Regions from separate parts of the Mus musculus genome. Here all the other regions are linked to region 1. Evidence: chromatin contacts called from public HiChIP or PLAC-seq and promoter capture Hi-C data. All regions are on one chromosome and are shown on one strand. The core of a region is the stretch at or near the end of the contact, and the rest is flanking DNA. Distances in the headings are between cores, read along the strand shown. Region 1 holds the start of Fam214a (family with sequence similarity 214, member A). Region 2 holds the start of Lysmd2 (LysM, putative peptidoglycan-binding, domain containing 2). Region 3 holds the start of Tmod3 (tropomodulin 3).

What was found. Promoter capture Hi-C pulls out the DNA fragments that hold promoters and counts their contacts. HiChIP or PLAC-seq counts read pairs in DNA pulled down with a chosen protein or histone mark.
Region 2: a contact with region 1 is called in an H3K4me3 HiChIP or PLAC-seq map of pro-B cells, with 2.6 times the contacts expected there. The contact joins the promoter of Lysmd2 here to the promoter of Fam214a in region 1. A contact is called at or near these places in 2 of 115 datasets of contacts at active chromatin or transcription factors (pro-B cells and thymic regulatory T cells).
Region 3: a contact with region 1 is called in a promoter capture Hi-C map of pre-B cells. The contact joins the promoter of Tmod3 here to the promoter of Fam214a in region 1. A contact is called at or near these places in 6 of 39 promoter capture datasets (the C10 cell line, the HPC-7 cell line, embryonic stem cells and 2 more), 1 of 15 datasets of contacts at CTCF or cohesin (large pre-B cells), 2 of 484 Hi-C or Micro-C datasets (CD4 T cells and regulatory T cells), 5 of 115 datasets of contacts at active chromatin or transcription factors (the 230-238 cell line, bone marrow-derived dendritic cells, embryonic stem cells and 1 more) and 3 of 9 other capture datasets (adipose tissue, embryonic stem cells and liver).

What each region holds. Positions count from the first base shown.
Region 1 is chr9:74,951,013-74,955,396 of GRCm38.p6, reverse strand. Fam214a (family with sequence similarity 214, member A) reads right to left here and starts at 2,344. Exons shown (of 13, transcript NM_001113283.1): 1 at 2,119-2,344; 2 at 1,567-1,683. The coding sequence starts at 1,582.
Region 2 is chr9:75,623,662-75,628,045 of GRCm38.p6, reverse strand. It overlaps Lysmd2 (LysM, putative peptidoglycan-binding, domain containing 2), which reads right to left and starts at 2,314. Exons shown (of 3, transcript NM_027309.2): 1 at 2,009-2,314. The coding sequence starts at 2,281.
Region 3 is chr9:75,557,875-75,562,258 of GRCm38.p6, reverse strand. It overlaps Tmod3 (tropomodulin 3), which reads left to right and starts at 2,602. Exons shown (of 10, transcript NM_016963.2): 1 at 2,602-2,759.

The DNA.
Region 1 (4,384 bases), core at 1,095-3,594:
GTATTTCTAATCACTTTGAAATATATATGTATAATATGCATATATATGAAAATAACAATTTTCATATATATATATTTGCATAGGTTCTTGTAAATCCACCTCGGTGGATAAATCACTATTTCCAATCCTGAAACCCCAGATTTGGATGAGTGCTGTTGTCTAGTCCTTCCTTCCAAACGCGCCAATACCTGCTGTACAATTCCTTGGAATCAAACTCACATCAAAGAAGTCCTCACTCCTAAACCACTACCATATCAAACAGCCCTCAGAGCTGTCCTTATTCTTAATCAGAAGTTGATGAACACGTTCTTTTGATGTCCTTGAAAAGCAAAATGAGGCTGGCGTGGTGCTGTATGCCTGTAATCTCTGCACCTAGGAGACTGAGGCGGGGGGATCCTAGCTGTAGGCTAGACTGGGGTAGTAGTGACACCCTTTTATTCTTTTCAAGATATTTCTTATTTATTTTAAAAATATTTAGTTATTGGGTCTCTGTGTACACTGTGTGCAAATGTGCATGGGCTGAGGTCAGAGGTCAACTTTCAGCAGTCGATTCTCTCGGATCTTGTAGGTTCTAGGGTTCGAACTCAGATCAGGCTTGGTGGCACCTTTACCCACTGAGCCATCTCCTGGGCTTGTGACAACCTTTGTTTTTCAATCAAAACACATGCCAGGGTTGGGAGAGGAATAAGATATGTACATTCTTCTCTAAGTCTTGAAAATATGGGCTTAGAACCGGGCTTAACAGCCCGAGGCTTTGATCACTGCACTTGGGAGTCAGAGGCAGACAGATCTGTGTGTTCAAGGTCAGTCTTGACTACAAACAGAACTCCAGGACAGCCAAGGCTACAAAGAGCCTCAGGGTTTAGATCTGAAACCTGTAGAAAATACAGATTTAGAATGAAAAGTTGGGCCCTAGTTGTCTATAACAGACTCAAGCTGGGGAACTCTGAAAACAATTGGAATTCCCTTAGAGCATAAAACTAATGAGGGGCCACAGTGGTACATTGCCTGTAATGCTGCTTTTCAGGTGAAGGCAAAAGGATCCTTAGGGACTTCTGGGCCTACCTGGGTTACATGGTAAGACCTGTGCCAGCCTAGACAACTTGACAAAACCCTATCTATAAAACAAACAACAAACAAACAAAACACACCAAAAAAACCCCAAACAAACAGCGAATGAAATGCAAATGGCTACAAATATTACTTTTTATCAAGTTCAAACTCAAGTTTCAAAAGTTGACAAACTTTTCTGAAGTTGGATTGACTTCACCTAAAAAAATTGAAGAACTGCAACTAAAAAGGATACTAAGCCTGTGGCCACTAACAAACACTTCCTTTGACCCCTTCATCCTGCTAAACACTCTCTAAGAACAGGTCCTTCCCATCTGACTTTAACCACCTACTCCATAAGTCCATCTTTTTTTTCCCCTCAGCGTCTGGTATCTTCAGAGAGACAGTTCGTCACGTCTGACACAGGAATGGTTGATCCTGCGGAAAATTAGGTTAACACCGAAGGAGACAGAGAAACAAAACACAACTCAAGCTCTACTTAAATAAATCATTTACCTCGGTCTGGCTTCATTTTGGCATCCAATTTCCACCCAAAGTGCTGTAAAACACAGGTGTGGGTTCTTCCAACCGGCACACGGCTGACTCAACGGCTTCTGCTTCGTTTTCCAAACGCTAAGAGAGCAAAATAAACATAAAAAAAAAAAAATAAGAAAGAAAAAGAAAGACGGGTCTTAATTCCCCCGGATCTTGCAAGAAAACTACTAAGTTGGGCCTCTTCCTGGTGCAGACCTGCGGTGACAGAACCCTGGGCAGGTCTGAAGGAAAGGCGAAAAAAAGCAGCTCAAGTCTGCGCACCGCCTCCCCCGGCGTCCTCGGGCCTAGCACCCCTGTTCCCCGCCCCTGGGCTCTCCAGGCCAAGGTGTCCTCCTCTGACACAGCGTCTCGGAAGCACCAGCAGGATCTATTTATGCCCTGGAGGTACAGGCACAGAGGAGGAAGAGTCGGGCCACAGGAGCTAAGGCAGCCCTCGGTCCAGTAGCCTCTGGGCACCGAGGCACCCCCGCAGGGGCTCGGGCGCAGCAGCCCCCGCAGCCCCCCGGGCCTCACCTGCGGGGGATCCCCTCTGGCTAGCCCCTCCGAGGCTTCAGTAGCCGGGTTCCAGCCGGAGCCGGTCAGCAGCAGAGTCTGGGCATGTCCTCAGCCGCGCCGACCCACGCGTGGCTCAACCCACCCGGGAACGGCTCCCATGGCCCGCCCGCTCGCCGCCCTCCGGGACCCCTCGCTCCTCCTCCCGGCACTGCTCTCTGCGGCCGCCCGGCCGCTCACATCACACTCCGTGCTCCGAGCCACGCCTCCCCGAGCGCAGCGCGCATCTACCCCGCGGCCGCCGAGACGCCGAGACGCCGAGACGCTGCGCCCGCGCATCCACCGTCCCCGCTGCCTGCCCGCCTCGCTCGCTCGCTCTTTACTCTTTCTCTCACTGTTTGCCCTGTCAAAACACTACCCTGGTCACGTGTCCCAACAACAGCCAACCCACTCTCGTCACTTCCTCCGCTGAGGCTGCGCGCGCCGGTTGTTATGGCAACGCCGCCGCGCGTCCTGGAGTTGGAGATTGGGGACCGGTCTTCCCGGATAAGGGTCTCAGAGGACCCAGGGACCCGCAGGGACTGCCTGCACCGCGCGCCTAAGCAGCCAAGGAACTGCGCTCCGGGTGCATTGGGGTCACCTGGGAGATGTCAACCTAGGGCTTACCCCAGACGGGAAGATAATTATAGTTTCTACTCCTCCACAGGGATGCTGGCCTGGCGCAAAAGAACTGGGAATCCAGCCTTAAATGCATGCAATTTCCCAATGGAATCCGTGTTTGATGTGGCCAGGACAGGAAGGTGGGGAGCCATACCTTCCAGAGAAGGGTACTTGGAAACCAAGGAAGGCCTGTTCCCACTGCACCCCTAGATTTTCTGCATCTCTAGGACTTAAGAACCCAAGCTTCAGAAGCACTGGATGAGCTAAAAATAGCTTGTAACTTCTAGAGCACTGACTCACCGCCAAGCGGACACTTCTGACACCATGTTATTGTTGGGGAGCTGTAATTTTCTTGTTGTGCTATAACAATGTGACACGATGACACGGCGTGTTCTGATGTTGTGTCATCATTTAAACACAAACAGATGTCAAGAATTGCTGTAGCTAAAAAAAGCAACAAGGGTTGCAGCTATTAGCCACTCAGTTTATAGGCAAACCCAAATGAAGAAGTACAAAATTGCAAGGGTCTAGTTTCATTGGGAAAAAAACATGCTTTTTTAAGAACCTTTTTTTTTTCTTTTTGCATATGAGAATCACAACAGGAAGGACTAAGATCATCTGTGGTCGACTCTCTCTATAGTTTTCCGTTTCTACATTTTTAGAGGGTTATTTTTTTAACCCACAGTTTTTGTAAAGCACAAGATTGGCAATTTTATTTATTGTTGTTGATGATGATGATGATAATGTAAAGATTTTATTTTTCATGTATGTGTGAGGCTTGGACTACTGATCAGTGGTAAAGTGCTTGCCTAGCATGCACAAGACCCTAAAAATAAAATAACGGTACTTATATGTATGGGTAGTTGTGTGTTTATCTGTGTACTACATGCATGCAGTTCATCTAAAAGCCAGAAGAGGGCGTCGGATCTCCTGGCACTAGAGTTGTAAGCTGGGGACAGAATACAGGTCCTCTACAAACTCTTTTCACTGCAGAGCCATCTCTCCAGCCATGGTCATTGTCATTATCATTATCATCACTTGTTTGCTTCAGATCAAATATATGAAATTTAGGTTGTGAAAAGGTGATATTTTCTAGATGATTAGACATGTACAATAAAATAAAGTATACAACTGAAGTTATTAACTTTAGCTCCAAAGCTAGTTTGAGCAAACGAATACTATAGTCACTGGGATGTTCTGGCAGTGGGAAGTAGGCCTTTGGACAATGGGAAGACTTTGTTGATATAGTGATGGCTACAAACATTAACTCCTGGTAGACTTCCCATGGGTACTATTTAATAAGGTCTTATGTGGTTTAAAAACGGGGCAAAAGTTTGATTTGTTTTGAGATCACTTCCTGGTTAACCTTGGTAATGGAAGATATACAGAACAGTCATAGATAGTCCGCAATACTTAATTTAGCACAACATCTGGAGTCAGACAACAGCTATTGTAGAATATGTAGAATGTTGTGGAATATAGATGAAGACACAACAAGAGGTGTGACCCATCACCCCCTATCCCAGGCTTATTTTGTTAGACATATAAAGAACAGAAAAAATGGGCTGACAAAATGGCTTAGGTGGTAAAATGTGCTTGCTGCCAAACCTAGAGGTCTGAGTTCAAC
Region 2 (4,384 bases), core at 1,065-3,564, 670 kb before region 1:
AATTCTTTACATCTGAATTTACATTAGAATCAGAAGTTGGGGCTGGCAAGACACTTTAGCAGTTAAGAGCACTGGTTGCTCTACCCTGGACCAGGTTTTTATTCTCAGCACCCATGTGGTGATGGCTCACAACAGACTTTGACTCCAGTCCCAGGGATTTGCCCTCTTCTGACCTCCACAGGCACCAGGCACACATGTGGTACACAGACATACATGCAGGCAAAACACCCCTGCACATAAAATGAATAACATTTTAAAAAATAAAATAAAAAGATCAGAAGCCTTTATAAAAGTAAGGACAATCTGATTTATACTTTAATAGGAAAGGATAATAAAGTTAAAAGTAGCACAATCCGCTTTAGACAAATCACAGGTTCGAAAGCATTTGAACAGAAGTCTACATCACACTAAGTATGTGTTTAGCAGAAGCAAGCAATTCCAGAAGAACGTGTGTCACATGGGAGAGAACAGAAAAAATAATGGCCTCTTTTGGATATCACAGATTCATAAGTATACACATACTAGCCTAGTAGCTAAGATGCACAGAAACCAGACAAAAGTGACCCTCCTCCTTCAGTGAGCAGGATGCCGAAAGCTCTGGCTAAGAATGCAAACCGGAAGTAATATTTAGAGCAAAGAAGACCCTTTATCCCTGTGTCAACTCAAGCCGGTCTTGGTAATAACCATATTTGGAAATACCCTGACCACTTATCTACCTTCTCATCTGCAGAAAGATGAGCCACACCTGTCTCCCCTTAGGCTTCTTATGAAAGCCAAATTAAGTAAGAAAAACGCGGAAACAAACAGAAGCAGGAGAGGTGGCTCCGTAGTTAAAAGCACAGGATGCTCTTTCAGAGAACCAGGGTTCAATTCCCAGCACATGCATGATGAGTTACAAAACCTCTGTAACTTCATTACCAGGGTAACTGACACCCTCTTCTGGTCTTTCTGGGCACCAGGCACACAGAAGGTGCACATACATTAATTCAGGCAAAACACTCATACACTTAGATTTTTTTTTTCAGTTCTGTTTTTCCTAGGCTCTGACCCAAACCAGCCCTCAGTGAATGCTTGAAGGCAGGCTGTAAGAACATTTAGAACTGTGGAGAAGGGTCTCAAAATGGTTTGATCAAGCTCTCAAAACGCTTAAATGATAGATAGAAAGACTTGCTGGTAAACAAACACCTGGTTAAATATGCAAAATAGGTTACTCTGAAGATACAGGCGAGATCATTTTAATTCTGACTGCTGCCCCGACGCTTTCAGGAAAGATCATTGAAAACGGATACTGAGTTCCAATGTAAAAAGGCCATCACACAGCTCACAGTTAATTATAAGTAATTTTAATGAAACAATTTGTTCCCTCGGGTTTCCGTGATCTTCCCCAAGGTGTAATGAAATATACCCAAGACGCACACCCTTATAAATTCGTAAAACACGGCCCTCCAGCTCACCTAGACCACAGTTCCAGGCTGCTGTTTAGACAGGTGTCACGTTCAGGGTCGCCAGTGAGCACAGGGGTGTAATTTCACTTCTAAATAAAGAAGCAGAATCGATAGAACCAGAACCATCCACGGGAAGAACTGTACATCCTGACTCATCACAGCTTGTTTACACAGCGCAGAATTCGTATCGGTGTGGCTTTGAGTAAATAGGTAGTGAGCTCCGGGGAGGAAAACGGGGAAAGGTGGCTGTGGGTAGTGCCCAAAACGCGGGCCTCCTTGTTTCTCGCGCGACAGATACGAGCTGAGACTGGCAGGGCACTGGGAAGGCCATGCACTAGCTGGTCGGGGGAGCTCTGGCGGCCGCCCCTCTCCGCAGCAGCAGCAGCAGCAGCAGCAGCAGCAGCAGCAGCAGCAGCTTAGGCGCCCACTGCAGTTGCAGCAGTGCGCGCTGGGATGCGGCGCGGGGACGCGGGGACGCACGGCCTGTTCCCCACCCTCCGCTCCCACCCCCGACCCCGCCCGAGGGCCGCAGGTCCGGGGCCGCGGCGGCGCGCCCTGCTCACCGTGACTCCGTACTTGAGCGCGATGCCCTGAAGCGTGTCCCCGGCGCGGACCCGGTGCTCCACATGGCGCTCGATGACGCCGGCGCCCAGAGGCGCCCGCACGCTGGCCGTGCTGCCGTACGAGCGGGTCTTGGTGCGGGCCAGGCTCAGCGACAGCTCGGCCTCCTCGGGCTCCGAGGTGGAGCGAGAGCGCGGCGGAGGGGAGGGCGCCGAGGGCCGGTGCGCACGGGGGCCGCCTTCCCGCAGGGCCGGCGCAGGCGAGAGATCCGCCATGGGTCCTGCCAAGGCCGCCCGGGCGCCGAGCTCGCCAAGGGGGCGGCGCCTCCTCCTCCGCCTCTTCCTCCTCACTGGGGCTGCGGCTGGCCGTGCCGCGGGGGCGGCAGGCGCGAGGCCGAGGCGGGGAGCTGCGGGACCTGCATGGCGCGCGCCGCCCTCCGCGGCCGGCTTCTCCACGGCCCCAGAGGTCCGTGTGCTGGTGGGGTTAAGGGAGCTGAGCCCGGACTGCAGTGTGCGGGTCCTGTCGGAGAAGGCCCTGCGGAAGCGGGAGCTCGCCGAGGCCCGTGAGCCGACAGAGGCCCACGGAGGAGTCCTGGGACCCATGTGGACCCCAAAACCGTGCAGACAAGAAAGAGTCCGCCCAAAGCCTGCCCTGGCCACAGTACACCCCCACCAAGCTTTGCTTGCCTTTCCGGATTCCTCATTGGGCAGCCTGCTTGCTCAGTGGTACCCCCTTAATGACATCAAAATCTCGGTGGCAGGAAACCTTAAGATCACTGAACATAGATACAGGTCCCTGTCCACCTGGGTGGTACAGGTCTTCTGACATCCTCCCAACACACACGCACAACTCACGCGCACACCCTTGACAAGGTACTGACCTCAGTCACACACTAAGCCAGTGCTCTTATCACCGACCTATGTATACTAAGTCTTTCTGTTTGGTACTCAGGCCTGCTGGGTAGTCTGCTGGGAGCTGACTACCCTCCAATTGTTGGTAGTCCATTCCTCTTTGAAGACCAGTGCCAGTTTCAGGCCTAGGCTTGTGCAGAGTTAACTGGAGTCTTCTGCCCTAACTCTTGAGAGATGCCACCCCCACCCGTTCATCCATCCTTCCCTCATCCCCACCCCAATCCCCTTACACACACACACACACACACACACACACACACACACACACACACACCCGACTCTAGGTAGAAGAGAAGAGTTCTCTTGTTTCATTGGTTTTCTGAAGTTTGGTATGTTGCTGTGCCCACAAAGACAAAAGAAACCGTTTAGGACACACTGGAGGAAGAAGAGCGGCAGCAGTAGTCCCCAGTATCACCCACCCCTTAAAGATTCTTCAGTTTTTCCCTGAATATAAACCCACATTGGCACCCAAGTCAGTTGTTTTTACTTTTCACATATATACCGCATCCTGACCAGAAAACTTAACCTCCTTCCTTACTCCCATCTTCATGTTTCGCCTGTGTTGTTCCCTCCATCAGCAACAGTATTCTCCCAAAACCCTGTCTACTGCTCATTTGTCCACTTTTAGGTTTTTTTTTTTTTTTTATCTATGTGTGTGTGTTCTGTATGCGTTTTGGGTGATCGCGGAGGCCAGAAAAGGCTGACAGATCCGCTGGAGCTGGGATTGCAGGTGGTTGTGAGCTGCCCGATGTAATCGCTAAAAAACCAAATCCATGTCTTCTAAATGAACAAGACACTCTCTTAAGTGCTGAGCTATCTCTCCAGCTCTATTTTGAAGAAAAGGTTCCCTGTAGCCTGGATCTCTTGGTTCCTGCCGCCGCTACTGTTACTAGGATTACAGACTGTACCATCACAAGTGGTTGGTGCTGTGCTGTGGGCTGAACCTCAGCAAGCTCTCTACCAGATGAGCTACACCTCTGGCCCCTGCATTTTAGTGTTCTTTTTCTGAAACACGGTCTGACCTGTATAGGCCAGGATGGCCTTAAACTCAAAATCCTCCTGCCTGAGCCTCCAGAGTGCTGGGATTGCCTGCGTTTCACTACATCCAATTTGTTTTGTGTTTGTTGCCTGGGACTCATGCTGCCAAAGCTGGTCTAGAGCTCCTGAGCTCGGCTGATCCCATAAGCACAGTAAATGCTAGAAGTAGATTCCCAATCCATTGTTCCCAGATTTCTTCCATCTTTAAGGTCCCTTTTTCAAATAGTGCTCTTGGGCAGTGCATAGGCTAGAATCAAAGGCTATATTCTCCATGGGATTCTTTTTCTGATTCTCCCCAAATTGTCCCTAGCCCAGCCTGCCCAGTTATTATTTCCCCATAGACCCTCCAGGGTGGTTTGTGCATCTTGTTCAGTTTTGAACTGTGTTTTCTTTGAAACATTTGTGCATTTACCTTATCTCCACCAGATA
Region 3 (4,384 bases), core at 1,353-3,852, 610 kb before region 1:
AGACTAAGAGAGATTTCTTTGTGGCCAGCCTGGTCTAATAGGGAGTGTCAGAGCAGCCAGATTATGTAGCAAGACCTTGTCTCAAATGAATACACAAATTATAAATATATATATATGTCTTAGTCAGGGTTTCTATTCCTGCACAAACATCAAGACCAAAAAGCAGTTGGGGAGGAAAGGGTTTATTCAGCTTACACTTCCATACTGCTGTTTATCACCAAGGAAGTCAGGACTGGAACTCAAGCAGGTCAGGAAGCAGGAGCTGATGCAGAGGCCATGGAGGGATGTTCTTTACTGGCTTGCTTCCCCTGGCTTGCTCAGCCTGCTCTCTTATAAAACCAAGACTACCAGCTCAGGGATGGTCCCACCCACAAGGGGCCTTTCCCACTTGATCACTAATTGAGAAAATGCCTTATAGTTGGATCTCATGGAGGCATTTCCTCAACTGAAACTCCTTTCTCTGTGATAACTCCAGCTGTGTCAAGTTGACACACAAAACCAGCCAGTACTACATATATATATATGTATGTATGTATGGAGGGGGGGGGACAGACAGAGATGGGAGGGAAGGAGGGACAAAGAAAGAAGATATAGAAGAAGAAAGAGAGGAGAGGAGGGAGAGAAAAGAGTGGAGGGAGGGAAGGAGGGAGGGAGGGAGAGAGAGAGAGAAAGAGATTGAGATTTTCCAGATTATCCGTGATATTCAGTGAGTGTCAGCAGCACAAATCCGGAGTGTTTACTTAACCAGGGGTGCTCCCGCCCTGAGAGGAAGAAGTAGATGCCAGAAATAGATGCCAGGAGAAACTAACCATTGGGTGACTCCCTATTCTGGGTGTAACTGGAATGTACCTCAAGCATGCTCTCCAGTCCTCTTCTGGGCTGCTTTTTTTCTTTTTTTTTTTTTTAATTATCAAGATAGAACACGATTCCTACCCATGCTGATGTCCGTGCTGATGCTCATGATGATGCCTGTGCCCCGTGCCGATGCCCGTGCTGATGCCCATGCCCCGTGCCGATGCCCATGCTGATCTCCATGCCGATGCCCATGCCCCATGCTGATGCCCATGCAGATGCCCATGCTGCTGATGCCCGTGCCAATCATGCCCATTATGCAGAACATCATTAAACGGTCCTCCAAGGTCATCTTCACCTAACTCCATCCCCTCCTTTCCCTCCTTTGACTAGTTGCTTCTCCAGTTTACTCTCTCTCACATTAGCCTAATCGCACTGCCTGTTGTAGAACACAAAGTTGGAACGGGAAGATGGGATGGAGCAGGAAAATGGGCACATGCTGTCTACCAGGTGATTAGAAACAGCATCTGTTAAAAACCACTGCCTTGCTTGGACCCATAAGATAACTAAAAACAGAGTAACCCCTAACATCTATGCTTTCATTTTGTGTCTGCCTTCCTGTTTTGGGTTGCCTAGGTACCTCTGCATGTGGACATATTTACCATTCAAGGACTTCTCTCATGGTCCTTCAGGATAAAGGCATAAAACTAAAGTATGAGAGACATCTTAGAGTCAGCTTTTACAATTACTCCTCAAAGGCACCTGTGGTCACTTTGGATTCCATGAAAATGGTCAGTTACCCATCCCATCCATGGTGGGGAGGATGCATCTTGGAACATGAGCACTTATCCTCTGAGAATGACATTGCCCCCTCAGGCAAAAGGGACTCTTGGGAACAACTTGCAGAACCAGTCTTAAAGAATGACCAGCCAGGACACATTGTGACCAGGATTGCTCAATTATACATACAAGAATGCTTCCTGCCCCAGTTGCTCTGCTTAAATCTAAAGCTCATATGGGCTTATTGACTTCTTTATCTGATCCTTTCCTAGGTGTGTGCATTAATGAAATATATCTCTGCTTCTCACCTTTACTCCTTTGTTTAGTTAGAGGCACCACACCTTGGTGCGATTTATGACCTTTTCTGCCATAAATTGCTTTAAAAAGACAAAACAAAACAAAACAAAACAAAACAAAACCCAAACCAAAAAAACCTCATGTAGCCCAGACTGGCCTTGAACTCTGTATGTAACTGACTGATAAACTTCTGGTACCCCTCCCTCTGCTTCAATTGCTGGGATCTGAGATTACAGGCATGTAACACCACATCCAATTTATACATTATTTGGAATTAAATCTAGGGCTTTGTGTATGCTTGTGTAAGCACCCTACCAACTGTGCTACGATCCCAGTTCCTTAGCTTTTATCTGTCTTCCATGACAAGTTTGAAAGGCTTTCCCATTATCACGCTCTCCCATTAGTAACCAAGGGATTAAGAAAAGCCTTACTCTGTATTATTTGTTTACAAAAGGCCCACCATGCAAGAAGGAAATGTATTACCCAAAAAAAAAAAAAAAAAAAAAAAAAAAGCCTATAGATAGGCTTTCTACCTTCCAGAGGGTCACGGGCAGGTACATATACAGGAGCAGAAAGCATTTTTCTCAGCCTAGTGTCTGTACCCTCTTATAACAACACCCTTCCCATTGTAAAGGACCAGGTCCGTATGTATGGAGCCGCACCCTTCTCCCTTGAACTACAACTCCCAGCATGCAGTCTGCCCCACGAGTACGCACGCGCGTGGGAGGGGACAGTGAAGGGGAACCAGCAATACAGACAGCGCGGTCGGGTTTAGGGGCAGCTGGCGGGAGGATTCGGCAACTCCCTGAACTTGAGGCACCGCGGAGTGTGGGCGCCGGGAAGAGCGATTCAAACCTTGCGGACTGTGCAGTGGGTCGGCGGCCAGACAGGTGAGTTCAGCCCAGTGCTTTCCAGGAAGTCCGTCGGCGGGCGCGGCAGCGGGTCGCTCCGGCCTGGGCGACTAAGAAGGGAGCGGCTGTGCTTCCTGCGCCTTGCCCGCGGGCCTCGCTAGAGAGCAGAGGGTGCCGGGCCGTTCTGGGACGGCGAGCTGTGCTGGGTGTCGCCCGCGGCCAGGCGCGCAGGCTCTGGGCTGGGGTTGAGTCACTTGTGGCCGGCCAGCAGGGGTTCGGAACCGGCCGCCTGGGATTCGGGGCCGCCACTAGTATTTGAGACCGGTCTCCTGGAGTTCGGGACTGTCTACGTAGGGTTTGGGGTTTGGCTGTCTGGGTTTGGGACCGGCCGGTGCTCCGGAACCGGCGTAGCTGGGAAGCTGTCTGAGAAGCGCCTTGCCTTGCCGCCCCTCTACCCCAGCCTTCATCTCGCTGCCTGGCTGTTGTTGGATGAGAGGAAACCCACAAAACTTGGGACACACCCTTTTTGTGATTGAAATCTGGTGTCTTGCATTGGCCATTTTGCTTATCTGCTCTGCCCTGCCTTAGAATAAGTTTCTGGCTCCTGTGCAGCACAGCTGGGGCCAGCTGTGAAGCTGATGCGGGTTTGTTTTGAGGACGTGACTGGGTCGTTGTATCTTCGCTTACAGAAGTTGATGCGTTTCCTCCGCAAGTCTGCATTCTGATTACAAACAGAAATGGGAAACAGCCCCAATTTTTACTTTCCTTTTCTTTCTCGACTCTTTCCCTCTCTCTTCTCTGTTTAAGAATCCCCTTTCCCCTTTCGAATCCTACCACACACACACCCCACCCACGTTCCCTTTCTACTCTCCCATCCAACCCACCCCCCTCTTTCTTGTCTTCTAAGAATCACATTCCCAACTTGACCTCTGCTTCTCTTTAAAAAAAAAAAAAAAAAAAAAAAAAAACCCAAAAACCACAGTCATCTCTTTGGTAATGAACACTGCAGTAAAACTTATCCCAGGAGGTCATACTTAAACAGGAAATGAGCCTGTGGAGATTTGCTGGCTATGAGCAGTCTTCTTTGGTTTCTGACATTTAGTGCAGTTCATGTTTCTTTTTCTGAAAAACTTCGGAATAGGTTTTTTTTTTTGCATATTAAATTGATTAATCAATTGACCTGTCATTATTTTAGAAGAATAGCTTTGCTCAGACTCCTTTTTATTAGTTCTCTTCCTAGTCCTGGTCACACATTTTATACACATATATATCTCTTTTTGATATTTTGAGCTGTGTAGCTCAGGCTGGCCTTTAAGCCTCAGCTTCCCAGTACTTGAATTACAGACGGAGCCACCGAGTCTGGCCATGTCTATAATGTATTAAGAGCTGACAGTAGGGCCAGGAGAGAAGGCTCAGAAGGTGAGAACACACACTGAATCCCATCTCTGGTTCTACACGTGCCATCCATCATATTCCAATCTTAAACGACCTTGCCTTGCATCTCTCAGCATTTGTAGTTTATCTTAGAATGAGGTTGGTGGTAGCCAGGTAACCCATGATCATCCTATCCTTCTATGGTGTATGTGTGTTCAGGTCTTTGCATGCTCTTGTGTGTTCACATGTATGAACATGCATGTGGAAGCCTGGAAGTTGATGTCATATCC